Linked DNA regions of Bombyx mori: region 2 is linked to region 1. The links are chromatin contacts, called in public Hi-C maps. All regions are on one chromosome and are shown on one strand. Each heading gives the region's core, a stretch centred on a gene start, on an enhancer-like site or on the middle of the called end of the contact. The rest is flanking DNA. Distances are from core to core; before and after follow the strand shown. Region 1 overlaps LOC101742101. Region 2 holds the start of LOC101742101.

The links. Hi-C and Micro-C count contacts between places; a contact is called where the count stands out from the background.
Region 2: a Hi-C map of whole pupa shows a contact between it and region 1, with 4 times the contacts expected there. The contact joins the promoter of LOC101742101 here to the enhancer-like site in region 1. A contact is called at or near these places in 4 of 7 Hi-C or Micro-C datasets (middle silk gland, midgut, posterior silk gland and 1 more).

The regions. Positions count from the first base shown.
Region 1 is chr20:437,348-440,471 of ASM3026992v2, forward strand. LOC101742101 reads right to left here. Exons shown (of 23, transcript XM_038018077.2): 6 at 1-95. Among protein-coding and RNA genes, the nearest start is that of LOC101742101, 72 kb to the right of the region's middle. Within about 2 kb of position 1,699, at least 3 of the 8 cell types and tissues checked have open chromatin away from gene starts, as enhancers often do.
Region 2 is chr20:509,715-512,800 of ASM3026992v2, forward strand. LOC101742101 reads right to left here and starts at 1,605. Exons shown (of 23, transcript XM_038018077.2): 1 at 1,274-1,605.

The DNA of each region.
Region 1 (3,124 bases), core at 449-2,948:
CCTCCGTCATCGAGTTCTTGTCCGGCATCGACAGGTCCAGGATGTCGCGGTCCGAGCTGGAGTTGGAGTTGCCCGAGTACACCGACACCGTCGACCTGCAAGCGGACCGTTGCGCGTCAGCCGCAGCGCGCAATGTACACCGTATCGAACTTATATCTCAAGATGGGTGGCGCATTTACGTCGTAGATGTCTATGGGCTCCAGTAACCAGTTAACATTAGGTGGGCTGTGAGCTCGTCCATCCATCTAAGCAATAAAAAAAAAGTATCGTGTACGCCCGGACAAGGGACCTTTTTTTATGCTTAGATGGGTGGACGAGCTCAAGCCCACCTGGTGTTAAGTGGTTTTTTTTTTATTGCCCTTGTAGCGAGCTCACAGCCCACCTGGTGTTAAGTAGTAGTTTTTTTGTATTGCCCTTGTAGGCAGACGAGCATACGGCCCACCTGATGTTGAGTGGTTACCGTCGCCCATGGACTTCAGCAATGCCAGGGGCAGAGCCAAGCCGCTGCCTACCGCTCAATACTCTCCACAAGCCTCGTTTGAAGAAGGGCAGCCCATAGACATCTACAACGTAAATGCGCCATCCACCTTGAGATATAAGTTCTAAGATCTCAGTATAGTTACAACGGCTGCCTTACCCTTCAAATCGAAACGCATTACTGCTTCACGGCAGAAATAGGCAGGGCGATGGTCCTACCCACGCGGACTCACAAGAGGTCCTACCCACCCTATTATACGACTGATAAAAGTATAATATAAGTTATAGTAGTATAGTATAAGATAAGTTATCCACATGGTCTTCATTTTTTTTTTATGCGTATAACACATTTGACAACCTTATAACAGATTTATAACGCCCCGATAATTCATTACGAATAAGACCCTAGGACTATAATATGTAAATATACGGAACAGTAGTAAAACTCCAGCCAGATAGTGAGTTCTAGTAAGAGAAGCACTTGGTGGTAGTCTGTGCCATGCGGTCCATGCCACCCATAATCGAACACAGTGGAAGAACATCACATGTGGTCGCGATCCTCAGTAGTGAGGGAACGATATAGAAAAGAAGTAGTACATGTAATCTCAGAACGATTTTCATTTTCCTGCAGTTTCCACTACTCGTATACATAAAAGTACTTTTATATTCTAACTTCGTTTCGTTAAAGTTTAATCATTTAAATATTTTTCTACGCTTCGAGCACTGTACAGTTATCTTGGTCACGGACGACTAAAGATGATGGCACCTTCGGTCGTCGACATTTCAATGATTTGCCGTCTGTTTGATGTTTTATTATTGACTAGTGACCCGCCCTCGCTTCGCCTCGGAAACTGTAACTTATTATTGATTTCTCCATTATTTAATGGATGTTATTATACTTATAAACCTTCCTCTTCAATCACTCTATCTATTAGCATACATAGGGATATAGGGACAGAGAACGCGACTTTGTTTTATACTATGTAGTGATATACATAAAAGACTTAAAAGAAATAACCAAATCTACTGAATATTAATTACGATTTAACCCACAGTTTGCGTAGTGTCATCTGTTCCCTAGCAACCGACACAAGATCAGCAAACGCAGCATCCGCGCTAAATATAAAAATCAAATATACCAACAAGGTATGTGTCGACTGACAAATATGTATTCTGTGGTTACACGTCTAGAGTGACGTAACTGTGTGGACGCATCCAAACCTTTATAGTGTGGCATAATTAATGCAAACATCACGTTCAAATAGCAACAGCCAGTGATCCAATACAGCGTAACGATGTCGGATTATATTGATAATCGAGACGAGAACAGACCAAAAAAATAAAACAAAGAATTTCTATGTAAAATTCCACTACTACTGGAAAAATACCAAACAAAATCTACACTAAAAATCAGATACGGACATAGTCATACTCGCTTATCATAAACTTAATTTTAGTGCTTCGTTTCAAGATAAAAGATAAAAATTTAATTAGCAGAAAATATGAAATATGTTGTACTGTTATACATTCGTGTCCTACCTCAACAATAATGGATATATTTTACCAAAAGTAAAATTCGCAGCCTGACCAGCCTAAGACCAGCCTCCAAGTTGAAGACATAAAATAGCCGATAAATTTAAAAGCAAACATCATCTTCGCCAGATTGTTTACCCTTCAGAGGACACGCCGAGTCTATTATTAGATACAATACTAATCAGTTACATCCACACCTACTTCTTGGCCAATCGGAGTTCGATTGAATCATAAGCGTGTGTCGACAATCAAACGTTAATAACATATTAACGTTTTCAAGCACGAATTTCGCAAGTTTGTCAACAAGCCATTTATAACATTAAGTTGTGTAGGAGCCCTAATGACAAGGATATATGTGCGGATTCATTTAGCCACTCTCAATTTAATACAGCTTCACATCCTGTTGTTAAATTAGGTTTCAAGTAGCTGTTGGGTTAAAGAATTACCAGCAATAATATCAGCAGGCTGATTGACTATTATTGTATCACAACAGTTAACCTACGAACGTTTTTTTTCGGGCTGTGGTCCGAGCCTCCAACGAGGTGTCCGCGCCTATGGTATGTGGGATTTGACGGTCTGCAGATGTTAGGAGCATACTGCGGGCCCAATGATATTTTAGGGCCCTACCGCACCAAACGACTCCACCTTGCATTATGTATGTATGTATGTATGTATCTGCAGCATCTGCATCTCTGCAGCACAGCGGCCATAATTGGCCACCACTCGCTCAACCCAAACACTAATTTGATTCTTTGGTTTTATTATTATTATCATTTTATTATTTCTGAATATCTTGGGTTTCGTTGTCACGGACTACTAAGGTGTTATTAAACGGAAAGAATCTCTCTATCCGCATCCAAAAGATTGCTCTAAACGTGTCAGCTCATAATTTACTAGCGGTTTGAATTCGATCTTTTACAATTTTATAAAAGCCATTCCCGAAGCGAACATTACAACTGCAAAGGGGATGGCCCATTTTAGGCCCAAAGCGGACAATAGATTATAGAAAAAATACTTAGTGCATTAATTTTGTCATAAATAAATATGCATTTACTTTCTTGCAAATAAGCGCCACTATAGTTTACAATAAGTAGTTTAAAAAAAGTAACTCTAT
Region 2 (3,086 bases), core at 355-2,854, 72 kb after region 1:
ATTGTGTGATATAAGGTTACAATTCTACAAAGAGAAAATCTTTCACTGAGAGGTGAACGGAGTGCTCTATCAAGGTAGCAGCGTCAAATCAGCAAAAAAGCTACAAATTTTGCATAATTTCATATTGAATTTTGCTGATTTGACGCTGCTACCTTGATAGAGCTTGAACGGAGAGCAAGAAAGAAAGACTTCTAAATCATGTGTGCTTGACAGAACGGCGAACCTAAATTTTACATAGCGTATTTGTGTAAGATTTTTTCAGACACAAAAACCACCTCAACCATTAACAAAATACTTATTTATTTTGAAAATTAGTTAAGTTAATTATATCTAATTCATATTCAAATAGAAAATTAATTCTTGTGTTGCAGACTTTGATTATTTACTAAAATGTAGATAGGGACATTTACATTGATGCCTTCAACAATAGTACCACTGCAACTTAGATCGTTTTGGAGATATATCATTGAATACCAAACATATTTTTTGGTTTTACAAAATTATAGATTCTATTTTTATATTGTAGAAACTGTTGAATATGTTTAGTCTTTACAGATACATATACCGATTGATAATAACATTAGTTTTTCTAATTATTAAATGTTAGTTCATATTAATGATAGCCACTTAGTTTGTTTAACAAAAAAAATTTTTTTTTCTAAGCATTGAAATGTTCTAGGATTTCCACCAGCATATTTTTAAAAATTAATACAATTAATGTTTGTTTTTTTTAACTACTTATGTGCTGATTGCTAAGTAACAGAAAAGTAATTAGTTACATTTATTTTTTAAGTTTGAGATGTTTCATAGTTAGAACATCCTTTAACTAAAAGGCTATTTGCACAAAACTTATAATTCTAAAATCGCAAAACACGAAATTAACAACAAAAAAATGTCCAATATTTTTATTACGTATTGACCAGCTCCTGCTGTAAAGTTACGTCAAAGGCCCAAAAATCGATGTTTGGTCTAACAAAGATTTTTTTAAGCAAAACAAAAAAGTCAACTTCAGGAAATGTTAGCAAAACATCTGTTCTATTGCTAAGTCTCGATAATTACACAAGATATCGTCTATCTATGCGGTTGTACGTAGGCTCTTCTACTCAAAGAACCGTGACTAAGCCGCAGATGTGCCCTCCAGCTGGTGTACCGGTGACCCGGCGCCTCCGACAACCAGCCACGCCAACAAACCAACCGAAACCAAATAGGTTACAAAAGACACTAAGTTTGGCCCTAAAAATTTAAAATTTGGTACCAAGACACACATACTCACATGTAACAACGTTTATCATCCAACAACGAGTGTCATGACGAACCAAACTGTTGTATCACTGAATAAATAATCACTATTCAACAAGGAACATTTTTTCGTAATGAAATTCCAACTGATGATTGCACTAAATGATTTTTTTTACACGTTTAACTAATATAATATTGCACAAAAACCTTTAATAAACACATGCACAGAACAATGGTTGTATTTAACGTTATTATCACAAATATAAACGAAATATCACACACGGATAACACTTTTCTGATTGTCCTTGCGCCCACATAAATGGGCGGCCATCTTGCGTTCGCCCGGATGGGGAGGTAATGTTACCAGTACTGATCAGATATTTAACGGGAAATTCCAAGTCCAATTATTTTAGTTTAAAAAGGCAATTATTATGAATATAAAAGCAGCCTTTAACAAACAAAACTTAAAATCTCAGAAACAAACAATGCATGTTTTTTTTCAGTGTTACAGTAAAAGGGCCCCACTTCTGACAAAAAATAATTGATAGGTCCACGTCGAATAAAAAACCAGTAGAGTGATAGATTCTATAATTCAGGACGCAACAAGACATTTATTAATAGGTCTCAATCAAAGAAATATGCTTTATATATTTATTGCATTAGACAAAGTAGACGAACTTAGAGTAAGCCTGGCGGTTACAATTACCATAGTTGTCAGTGGTTAACGGTGCCTAACTTAGTTATTGTAAAAGGCAGTCATTCAAAAAACAAATTAAATACTTGTGTGGTAATTTAATGTACTTTTTATTTTTATTTACTTTAACTGTGAGTAATAATTCGGTTATTGCTTACAAGTATTTTTATTCGTATTTTTATTAAGAAAAAAAAAATCAAAATTATCAAAGCTTGAAATCTTTGAAATAAAAATATGCGATCTTAATTTATAAAGATGTGAAAATTGTGATCATTCGCATGTAAAAAAAAATTGTTTTAAATAAGCCACTGCTGCTTTTAACCTAAATGAAATTCTATAACATGACAACATTTAAAATCAAAGTGAATTTTTGTTTCATTTATCCATATGAAAAGGCAAAAGATGTTAGCCCTTACAGCCAGATGCTTTTCGCATCCTGCTATATCAGTACATACAGTTATCTTTTTACAGGCAAATCACTTGCAGTAAATTGTTTTTTTTTAATTTTTACTCTTCTTCTTCTTATTCTGGTCACAAATTTTTTGTAATTAGTTTTTCCTAATATATGATAATATGTTATGTTTCGTCTAAATTATTTTTGTTATGCCTGTACGATTAGATGACTGGATTCAAAATAGAAATTCCTTTCGCCTAGTCTTGTGTTATGTGCCTCAGTTTCCACCGGAACTTTAAGTGTGCAAGCTTTGTTGGGTCTTAGTTTTTTGTTGCATTCTATTCTTTAATCTAAATAATCAATCAACCTGAACTTTGCTTCCAAAAGGAATTATGACAAGAAAAACGTTGCGCCAATCTTTCAAAGGTTGTTTTACTTAAATATATCATATTCTACATAACTGGGGCTTAAAGATCTCGTTGCAAGGTCATAAAATCTTTAAAAAAATAATTGCACATAAATTGTGTAAAATTTAAATGTACGAGATCTATGGAAGGTGAATGAAGTTAGCCCCTCAAAAAATTTTTTTTTTCCTGTTTTCTACTTATTTTCTATTAATTCGTTTGTTCATCATTTGTTCTTGATTGTTCATTGTTAATAATTGTTTGTTCCCCATTTATTTATTTTAAAAAAAATATTAAAAATATATCTAAAAGTTAGCCCCTCGATTGCAATTTTTAATATTTTTTCGTCCTTAAT